Linked DNA regions of Gossypium arboreum: regions 2 and 3 are each linked to region 1. Evidence: chromatin contacts called from public Hi-C data. All regions are on one chromosome and are shown on one strand. Each heading gives the region's core, a stretch centred on a gene start, on an enhancer-like site or on the middle of the called end of the contact. The rest is flanking DNA. Distances are from core to core; before and after follow the strand shown. Region 1 holds the start of LOC108465663 (mediator of RNA polymerase II transcription subunit 25). Region 2 holds the start of LOC108465665. Region 3 overlaps LOC108465661.

Region 1 (3,492 bases), core at 406-2,905:
GGTTTATCAATTGATGTTCGGTAAGTTGAAGTTAATCTTATGCGAGCTTTCTAAGCAAATAATGCTTACGTAGTTGTGTTTCTTCTATTTTGTAGTCTATCGGAAGCTCGACTTGCTGGAACCTTGTCGGAGTCTTATCACACTATTCAGAAGTCACTTTTGTAGTTTTTGAATATTTTGGCTTTGGTTATAAATGGCATGTATAAGGCTTAATGTATAGGATTATATGTGATAGATGTTGTAAGTATGTTATATGGCTCACTTGATTTGATTATGTCTTTTGAGTTTAAGATGATGAATTTGTAATGCTTATTAAGAATGTGCTTTAGTCACTTTTGGATGGTATGTAAATGCATAACTTATGATATGTCTTTAAGTATATGAAATATTGAATGGTTGGTAGTTGTGGAAATGAGAATTTAGGTTATAATATGATGTTAAATTGTCTTGAATTGAGGTGCCTTTGAATGACATATTGGTTAGAATTCATAGGTTGGTTGATTTAGCATGTTTAGAGTACGTTTAGTAAGTGTTTTGGCCATGTGAATGTGTATGTGTATGTTGTTTCTTGTTAGGCAAGACTAGGCATGGAAATGACTTGTTTTAGGGGTTAATTTTGGTGCACACGGCTTGGGACACGGGCTGTCACACGGCCGTATGCCACAAGCGGTCTTCTCACACGGTTGTGTCCTTTATATTTTAGGTGTAGGTTTCACACGGTTTGCGACACAGCCATGTCTCCCAAAACATTTTCGAGCATGGTCTGGAACATAGCCTGCGATACGGCCGTGTGACCCAACATTGAATACCCACACGGTCGGGCACATGGCCTATGACACGACTGTGTGGCCCTTTTTCGAATACTCACACTGGCGAACACAAGAGTTGGGACACGACTGTATGGCCCTACTTTGAATGTTCACACGGTTTGGACTATGTCATATGGCCTGGCCGCACAACCGTGTTACCCCTATTTTCCAAATTTTGCATTTTATTTCAAATTTTTCTGTTTTGTTTCAAAATAATCCTTGAATGTTGCCAAACTATTTTTAGGGTCCCAAAAGCCCAATTTAAGGCCCAAATGTGTATATTTTCTATGATTGTATTAATGTATTAAAATGTTACTTAATTTGAAATACTTATTTTGTTTTGAAGTTTAAAGTTCTGTTTTGTTTAGTAATGCTTTGTAACCCTAGTCCAATTACTAAGACAGGTTCGGGGTGTTACACTTTTTTTTTGAAATAAATCAAAAGTGATACCTAAGTTATTCATTTTGTCTCATCTTACCCTGTTACATAATACTGACTAATAAAAGTGCGACGACACATTCTTATTGGAATTCATACACCTTTTTCTGGATAAAATTTATAATTTAAGTACTACTAAATTTAATCTTATCTCGATACGCAATACCAACTAATAAAAGTGTGAAATGTGACACATTTTTATTGGAATTCATACACTTTTTTCTTTTTGGATAAAATGAGAAAATTTATAGTTTAAGTACCCTTGAATTCATACACATTTTTATTTTTGGATAAAATAGAAAAATTTGTAGTTTAAAGGCCACTTTTAATAATAAATTTAGGTATCTAAGTGTGAAATGCAACATAATTTAGGAGGCAATTTTGTAATTAGAACTAATATATATTAGATGTCCAGCTTACCCATTGATTGGCTTGAGACTTTCGGGTCGGGTTTTACTGAAGTGACTCAAATGAAATAATTTGAGGCTGACATGAGAAAGGTTCTTGAACAAATTTGATTTCTCTTTGGGGGTACAGATTAAAGTGCCTTTTGAGTCGTATACTCTTTGTATTATTAATTAATTGAAGCGCGAAGTAGCAGATGGCGGAGAAGCAGCTTATCGTGGCCGTTGAAGGCACCGCCGCCATGGGTCCCTACTGGCAAATCATCCTTTCTGATTACCTCGAAAAGATCATCAGGTCTCCTTCGGTCCTTCTTTCTCTTTCTTCTCCTCCAATTGCTTTTATTGTTTAATTCCCTTAATACTCGTTAGTAAAGTTACAGTCTTTGTTAAAGTTGATATTAATATTATTTTCGAAGATTTCCATTCTTGAGATGTCTGTGAAATTTTCTAGTCAAAATTTCAGATAACTTTTTGCTTACGGAATTATGCTCTCTGGATTTCGCTTTATATGCCCACTGAATGGTCCTTGATATTACCTGAATTTGACGATTGATTCTGGAATATATGATAAGTGTGAAATAGAAAAATGATGAACAGGGGACCGTTAGGAGAAAATAAAGAGGCATTAGGGAGAAAAGATTGTTGTAAGAATCTTCTCTGAATAGTGAGAGTACGTGCCATGTGTATTGTCTGGTAATTCCTCAATACAATTTGGTATTTGTAAACAACCATGACACTAATCTGAAAAGCAGGAAATAAGCATAACAAAAACAGAAAATAGTAAACCACTCATCTAACTTAGGCTAACAATTGGACCTGTATCAAGTATTAACTGCCTTCTCCTTCAGTGCATCCTTGTCCTCAAGGAGGAAATCTGGAATTTGAGTCTGCAATGTTGATAGAGTCTCCCAAGTAGCATCTTCTGGGAAAGAGTTCCTCCAAGTAACTTACGGTTCTGTAACAGCTTGGTTGCCTCGCTTGACCATTTGTCTATTGATAATACTAATTGGTTCCTTTCCTACAAATTGCTTGAGCTAAGACACATAGAAAACAGGATGCACTGTCACCCCTACTGGTGATTGCAGTTTATATGCTACTGGACCCACTTTCCCTATGTTTTGATAAGGCCCAAAATAACAAGCTGATAACTTCAGACATGCCCTGTTAGCTATGGCTGTAGCTTCACCAATACCCAGTCTCCAATCTGAAACTGCCTATACTCCCTTTTTTATCTGCTTGTTGTTTCATTCTATTTTGTGCTCATTCAAGATAGAACTAGAACATCTTAATAGTAGCTTCTCCAGCCTTCAGACTTTTATCTACTGCAGCTACGTTAGAATCACCTGCTAAGTAAGGAAAGTGAGTTGGCAGAGGCTGCCCATACACAATCTCATAAGGTGTTACATGAGTAGCAATATGATAGGTGGTATTGAACCACCATTCGGCCTGGGGTAACCACATCACCCAGTCCCTTTGGTCTCTCCCCCGGCATAAATGATGTGGGCATCTTGACAAGGCATTGACAGTTGCATTTGTAGTGCCTTTTCTATGAACCAAATCATAGTCATAACCTATCATGTGTACCACCCATAATTGTTGAGCTGGAGTATTGGGTTTTTGATCTAGCAAGAATCATAAACTTTGGTGATTATGTTTTATCAAAAAATGCCTTCCCAACATTAATGAATTCCATTTTATCACTGTTGCCAGTATCGCTAGCATTTCTTTCTCATATTTTGGAAGAGCTTGATGCTTTGGTTCCAAAGCCTTATTGAAGTAGGCAATAAATCTACCTCCTTGGCTAAGCACTGCTCCAATTCCTGTGTTACACGAATCAGCTT
Region 2 (3,492 bases), core at 486-2,985, 500 kb before region 1:
CCTTCAAAACTATCACACAACTTGAAAAGAATTGAGGGATTCAGAACTGAACATACTTGATATAGCTTGATGTCTGACTTCTCGAAACCTGGCATGAGAAGGGTTGCTGTTTTCTTTGCTGTGTCAAAAATCACAGATGAAACCTTCTGGCTTGCTGGCAAAGAAAGAAGACCCCTTGCACCCTCCACGCTATTGTTCATCATGATGGCATTCCAATCTTGAGGGGAATCCACTGCAAGATTCGGAATACAAGCAAAAGGCAAGGGATACAAATTCTTCTTCAGATTTTCCACTGATTCAACATCCAAATGATGGGTAGGAATGGCAAATGCACCACCCACCTGTGTATCAGCTTGGATTGCACAACCCCAGAAACGTAATGCTGAACTGATTGATATTGAAATGTTTGGATTCATCACAAGAAAGCACCCAAATTGATAAGATCCTGAAGATCCTCTCTGCACAACTTACAGCCTTTCAATCTCCTATAGCAAAAAATTGGTGAATGATAAAATGAAATACATTCCGTGGTTACCTCAAGAATTCGTTCTAGACTGTCCCATATTTCAGCACTGATTGTTCCAGTGAGTTGGGATGGGTTACCACTTATGCCCATAGCTTCATCTACGAGTCTCAGGAGTGAAGGACCAGCCAATCTCCCAAGGTCAGTTTTCTCAGCCATGCTCCGCAGGTACTTCAAGTAGAGTCTGTGCAGAGTTAGAGGGGGTTGTGTACATACTTCATTTTAGGAAAGAAAGATAAATTGTTTTGTCTATTTCCAAACCTTGCTTTACTGCTTGCACCTATCATTCTTAGGGTTTCTTCGGTGCTGATACCATCATATATGATAATGTCAAATTTATCGTTTTGATGGTTCTTCCGAGCCCGTTTCCCGAATAAACCCAGAAGCCTCACAAGTGCAAGTAGTGAAAAGATAGAATCCATTCCGGGAAGCACCCCAAGCTCTTCTCCAACAACCTAGTAGACTAATACATGTCAAAATCAACATTCATAGTGTGAAGTGCAAACACCTAAGGTAAAAAGGATGATGAGATATTACATACACACCCCTTCCAGAACTCCTTGTGTCAAATTAAGACGGCCATCTGCTTTCTTCAGCTCATTTAGAGGTTCAAGAAGCATCTGCAGTTTAACGAATGATCCATTCTCAGCGTAATTACAATAAACCCATTTGAAATGGATAGATGATGAAGCATGGAAAAGGAACATACTTTAGTAGTTTCCAGCCTAACAACAGAAAGGTTGCGGGTGCATAGAGTAGGAGAGGAGTCGATCTTACAATTGAGAAGACAGTCAGCAGTGCGATCCTGTCCTTGTAACACTAAGCATGTGCTGAGTCCAGCCATTGCATAATGCTAAGCAGCAGCAAAGAAAGGCATGAAACAAAGAGATTAGATGATGATATTTGGAAAAAGGGGCCATTTCTAATTAACCCTATCTGTCAGCTTCAGCTTTCCTTTTCCGTTAATTGGTGACAAGTGTAACTAGGAAGTAGTACCTGGGCAGCGAAAACAGAGGAGATGGTCTTGCCGGAGCCGCCTTTGCCTAAGAAGGTGATCAATCTTGGAGTTTTTGAAGAAGAATCAATGATGTCATCACCATTGTTGACCGAAAGTTGAGAGATTGTTCTTCGTGAGGGACTCCAAAGACTGGATTTGGACTTGGAATTGGAGAGAGGGAAGATAACAGGGGAAGACACAAGCACAGAGGACATTTTTGTTTTTCAATTTTTAGACATAGAACAAGCCTATGGCTTTATAGTTTACAAACAATTACAGACAGGAAATGGATTAATTAGCCGATTAAACAAAGCGTTCTTATGCCGGGCCGTGTTGGCCCAATCAGACAGATCCCATTCCCAGCACCGGCTAGATTACATCATACTTTTTCTCTACTAAATGCTATTCATATATTCGTATTTTAGTATTTAGAGTAACAAACAAAAATATAGAAGGTATATTATGACATAAGTTCTCTGACCAAGAAAGTATATCGAGATAAACTTCATTTTACTCCTACTAAAATTTGCTCAAAATTAATTCTTGTACTAAAAGTTATTCAAATAATGGCATCGCTATAATTTTCTGTGGAATTACTGATAATTTAAATAAAACATATCATTTCATGCTCGTAAAATTCTCAAATTATTCCAAAAAATCTGTGTGGTTGAAAATTTATTCGTTCAATTTTGTATTTTTTAACTTAACACTTACAGCTTTCTTTACCATTTCATTGAACCATTTAGAAATGGTTTCTTTTAAATCCCAAATATTCTCTTCACTTGCCTGTCAAAAACTTGCATGACTTGAGGATATTGGCTTCCAACAATGGCGAGACCAGGCTCCAATATTCTTTCCTTTATTTTACTTCACCCAATTATACTTTGTTTTTAAATTTTTTTTTAACTTAGATTCTAACATTTAAATTCACTCCTATTTTGGTATTTTATCTTTAAATTAATAACGGAAAGTTTTTTAATTGATATTATTGAGTATGACTCATATTTCAGTCAAATTTGAGAGATAATCTCTCAGTTACACTCTGTCTATTTGTTTAAGTCAAACTCTGATTAATCTAGATTATTTTATTATTATTTGACTTAAGACACCCAGTAAAAGATTAGAATATAACACTTTTGGAGAATTTTGTGTTAACGTTTTGAGGGTTCTTTATTTTCGAGTTTCGGGGTTTAGTTTTTATCTTCATCTTTTATACTCTTCGCTCTTTTTCTATTATAGTAAAATTATATTTGTATGTGATTTTTTATCCTCTTTGGAGGGTTTTTCCACGTTAAATTTATGTGTTCGATTTCTCAATTTATTTCGTTATTTTTTACTTGTTCATTGCTTAATTGGGTCGATCCCCAACAAATGGTATCAGAGTTAGTTCAATTTTTGTAGATCAGTCTGTTTAGAGATGAAAGCAGCAAGGTTTGACATTGAGAAGTTTGATGGTGCCACAGATTTCAATCTGTGGCAAGTTCGGATGATGACAATTTTAGTTTAGACTGGCCTGAAAGGTTCTTACTGAGAAAAATCCTAAGAAACTCTTTATTTGATTAAGTCTCTAGCTAACCATTTAGTGTTGAAACAACGTTTAGTTACGTTTCACATGAATAAAGGTGAGCTTCTTAGAGATCATATTAGTCAATTTATTACCCTTTTGAATAATTTGAAGAATGTTGAGGTTAAGATTGACGATTAAGATCATGCTATGCTATTATTGTGCTCTTTACCCTCTTTCAAGGAGACCCTAATTTATGACAGAGACAAACTCTCTTTCGAGGATGTAAAGGGTCATTTGTTGAGTAAAGACAAACTCGACAATAAGTTTGGTTCGAATAGCAAGGTAGATAGGCAAGCTTCCGTTTTGGTTGTCACACCCCAAAATAGAGCCTAGGAGTTTTAGGGGTATTTTAGGAATTTTAGTCTTAGAGTGTTCAAAATTTTGAGACATGGTTTATTGGTAATG
Region 3 (3,492 bases), core at 555-3,054, 380 kb before region 1:
TAGTTCCTTTATACATGCATTCATCTAGCACAATGCATAAGTAATCATTCTGGCTGCATTCTGTAGGGTTTACTAAACCAGCTTTGATGTGGTTGAATGCTTAGACTTATCGGTGCAAAAATGCTTTTTTCTCTGTCACAGTATGATAGCTAAAGCCTAAAAGTGTGGAAAAATTTTCATTAGCCACCATCACTATTCATCAAAAGCAATGCAGATGACTTCTTTTTCCCTTATATTCAGTAGTTCCTAGTTAGTCAATATCTAAGTAGTAAAGGGCTTAGGAAATCTTTTCATAGGATAATATTGTTTCTTAATAAAGGAGAATTGTAGTGCAGTTTGCTTTTAGTTTATCATTTATAAAGAGAATGTATTAAAATGCAGTAGTAAAAGAAGAACTGAGTCATGAGATACATTCATGTTAGCATACTAAATTTAGCAAAGAAATTTGTTTGCTTCTCATCGTATTTGCCAGTTAACTTGTTCTTATTGCATATTGTGGGGCCTTCTTGAGTTCTACATAGATAATAGTGGGGTTCCCCCCAACCCTCCCCGTCTTTTTGCTGATCTTTTCTTTCATCCTCAAACATTCAGATATAACACTTTCTCACCTGATATTGTGAAGAAAAGACCAAAATCAGATCTTGTTGAGGAGGTAAACATAGTATTTGGAGTCTTCAAATTGTGAAGTATTTACTTATGCATTTTTTGGTCTAACCTGTTTGCTACGGTCTGAAATCTCTGTCTATAATTGAGCAATATTATATGCATGTTTTGAAATCCTTTAAATATAGATTTGGAGATTACAAGCTGCACTCAGTGAGCAGACTGAAGTCACCAAGTGCAGCCAGCAGGAGTTTGAAAGACTTCAATATGTATTATTTCAACACCAAGCTTAAGTTGTTACCAAGTTATTCTAATTGTTTGGCTAATATATACTGTATTGCTTACTTATTAATTGAATGGATCTGTCACTCAGGAAAAGATTCTGTGTAGAGTTTGCTTTGAGGAACAAATCAGTGTAGTCCTGCTGCCTTGTAGACATCATGTTCTCTGCAGGTATTTGCATCTACCCTTGTAATACTGACAATGTTATTTTCCATTCTGGCTGTTTTCTCAGTAGTGGACTATTGATTAATGCAAAGATGTCTGTTAAAAGCTTTGGCTTAGGCATCATGTATACTCAGAAATATATTATTATGGTATTTACATGACTTGTAGTGGCATACCATATTTTGGGCATATGGTGTGTAATATTTTCATTTCTTATCAAAGGATGTGGAACTTGTTTTCTTTAATTATTAATAATGCTGTTTCTTTCTCAGCACTTGCTGTGAGAAGTGCAAAAGGTGTCCAATCTGCCGTGTTTCTATTGAAGAGCGACTGCCAGTCTATGATGTCTAGTCTCAAATTACCTGTAGAAAAGTTGGTGTAATTTTTTTTTCTTCAAACCGTTTCGAATTGCTTGTGATTTTAGATGAAGCAAGCATTGAGAAGCTGGCCATTCTGGTTTCTCCAAACGTGATATAGTTGTGTTTTGCCACTCAGGAATTGTAAATGACTAGTTGCATTCTGAAATGAAATGAAAGTAGTGATTTTGACATGTTTTGTGATAAATCATGGGTTCTTTTTCCTTTTTCGCTTATGAAATATAAATGAGGATGATGAAGCGCTCTCTTCCGCACGTGTATAGTTAGTCTTGGATTTCCCAGGAATTATATGTTGCTAGGGTTGCATTGTTCTTTTCTTTAAATATGCATAAATTAGGATAAAGAGAGATTGGTGGGTTAAATATTTTGGTTTGTGATAGGGAGGAGAAAATGTTGGGACAGTGTGATTTGGTTAGGGTCAAATGGAGAAATAAGCAAGAGTTAAGGGGGATATCCAAAGAGATAGGGCAGGATATGTGGAAGCAACCAAATGAATAATATCAGATAGTGATGCCAAACCATATTGCATCTCTGTTGCCACTCAAAGTTCCTCTCCACTAATAATTTTTACTGCCTTCAGCAACATGGCTGAAACCCTTAATCAAATCATACTCGGTGCTAAGGACAAAGACCCACTATCCTCAACTACCTCTACTCCAAACCAACTGTTGTGGATGGATCAAATTTCAAACCTTTTCGGAATAAAAATATTCATTCTCTTTTTTTTTCTTTAAAAATTAATTAGCAATTAATACAACAAATATTGATAGTAAATTTAAATTTTGATTCTTGAATTTGACAAGTAAATTCAGATTGACTGTTGGAATTTTTTTAATTCTATTTTGACCATTAAACTTAATAATTATTATTCATTTAAACTTATTTTGTTAATGATAGTGAAGAAAAGGCATACCCAACATATCATATCACGCCACCTGTATTGTCAAATCACTGTATTTTAAAATAATTATAATAATACTTCTTATTTGTAGAATAAAGAAGTGGAGAAAAATAAAATGAATTTTAATAAAATTAACTAGAAAAACGGAGTAACTAAAAATCCTTTGGAACCCCTAAATGAAAGAGACCAAAATACTAAAATATTGAAATACCATTTCAATCCAAAAGGCCACCATAATTGTGGGGTGAAAGATTCCGTCAAAAAATTTTCATTAAACTTTTCTTTTTATGGGTTATCATTTTTGTTGTTTAAGACTATGGGTTTCATTACAACATTATTGTAATGGTTTTGATTTTTACTATTTGATGTTGCTGAAAACTTTTGATTACAACTATGTGTTTCATATCTAACTTAAAAATGCTACTCCAAGTTCATCTAATCTTAGAGTTAAGTAGTTCAAAAATATTCTATTTATTTTTAAATTATTAAATAACATAAATTTTTCTTACAAAAATAACACATTTTTCTATAACTAGTGTCATGATATGATAAGTCGAGTATGTCAAATTATTTTTTCATAGTCATTAATAGAATAAACTTAAATAAATAATAAACGGTAAAAAAAGAGAGTATAGGAATCAATGTAAACTTACTTGTCGAGTTAAGGAATTAATGTGGACTTAGATTTGACATAAAAATACTCAAGTAGTGGTTCATGACTAAAAATTAAGTTAGATGTGAATATAAGATTTGATGTTATAAAATGTTAAATTTCAATTGTAATGTCTACCATAAAAATATTATGACGGAATTGTGGAGGCTTCCATGATTACTGCCTCAAAATGGTTTAAATCCCACAAAATGATCATCTAAACAGAGAGTTGAATTAACTATTTGAAGGCATTCACAGCGGATAGTGAAGAGTGAAATGAATCCCCAATAGTTATTATTTATGTGGAATGCTGCTACACTGAACTTTCTAATGCTTTCATTTGCATTCTGATTTCATGCTGTTTTGAAAAACTTTTAACTTATTACAGCAATGAATAGAAAAAGAAGACCACAACCTAACCAGATTTGGGTAAAGAATGATCCAGCACATCTGAGTAATAATGATCAATATTTGATTGGTGTTCTTGTGAAACATGATGTTATAATTAACGA

Evidence for each region. Hi-C and Micro-C count contacts between places; a contact is called where the count stands out from the background.
Region 2: a contact with region 1 is called in a Hi-C map of leaf, with 5 times the contacts expected there. The contact joins the promoter of LOC108465665 here to the promoter of LOC108465663 in region 1. A contact is called at or near these places in 2 of 5 Hi-C or Micro-C datasets (both in leaf).
Region 3: a Hi-C map of leaf shows a contact between it and region 1, with 3 times the contacts expected there. The contact joins the enhancer-like site here to the promoter of LOC108465663 in region 1. A contact is called at or near these places in 2 of 5 Hi-C or Micro-C datasets (both in leaf).

Annotation. Positions count from the first base shown.
Region 1 is chr3:57,688,062-57,691,553 of ASM2569848v2, reverse strand. It overlaps LOC108465663 (mediator of RNA polymerase II transcription subunit 25), which reads left to right and starts at 1,655. Exons shown (of 15, transcript XM_017766036.2): 1 at 1,655-1,946. The coding sequence starts at 1,849.
Region 2 is chr3:58,191,796-58,195,287 of ASM2569848v2, reverse strand. LOC108465665 reads right to left here and starts at 1,735. Exons shown (of 7, transcript XM_017766039.2): 1 at 1,520-1,735; 2 at 1,233-1,376; 3 at 1,069-1,143; 4 at 785-978; 5 at 536-707; 6 at 57-458. The coding sequence starts at 1,735.
Region 3 is chr3:58,065,398-58,068,889 of ASM2569848v2, reverse strand. LOC108465661 reads left to right here. Exons shown (of 14, transcript XM_017766032.2): 11 at 592-652; 12 at 792-872; 13 at 977-1,056; 14 at 1,323-1,614. The coding sequence ends at 1,401. Among protein-coding and RNA genes, the nearest start is that of LOC108465661, 12 kb to the left of the region's middle. Within about 2 kb of position 1,804, at least 2 of the 2 cell types and tissues checked have an H3K27ac peak or open chromatin away from gene starts, as enhancers often do. A contact at or near this core is called in leaf, where this site is marked.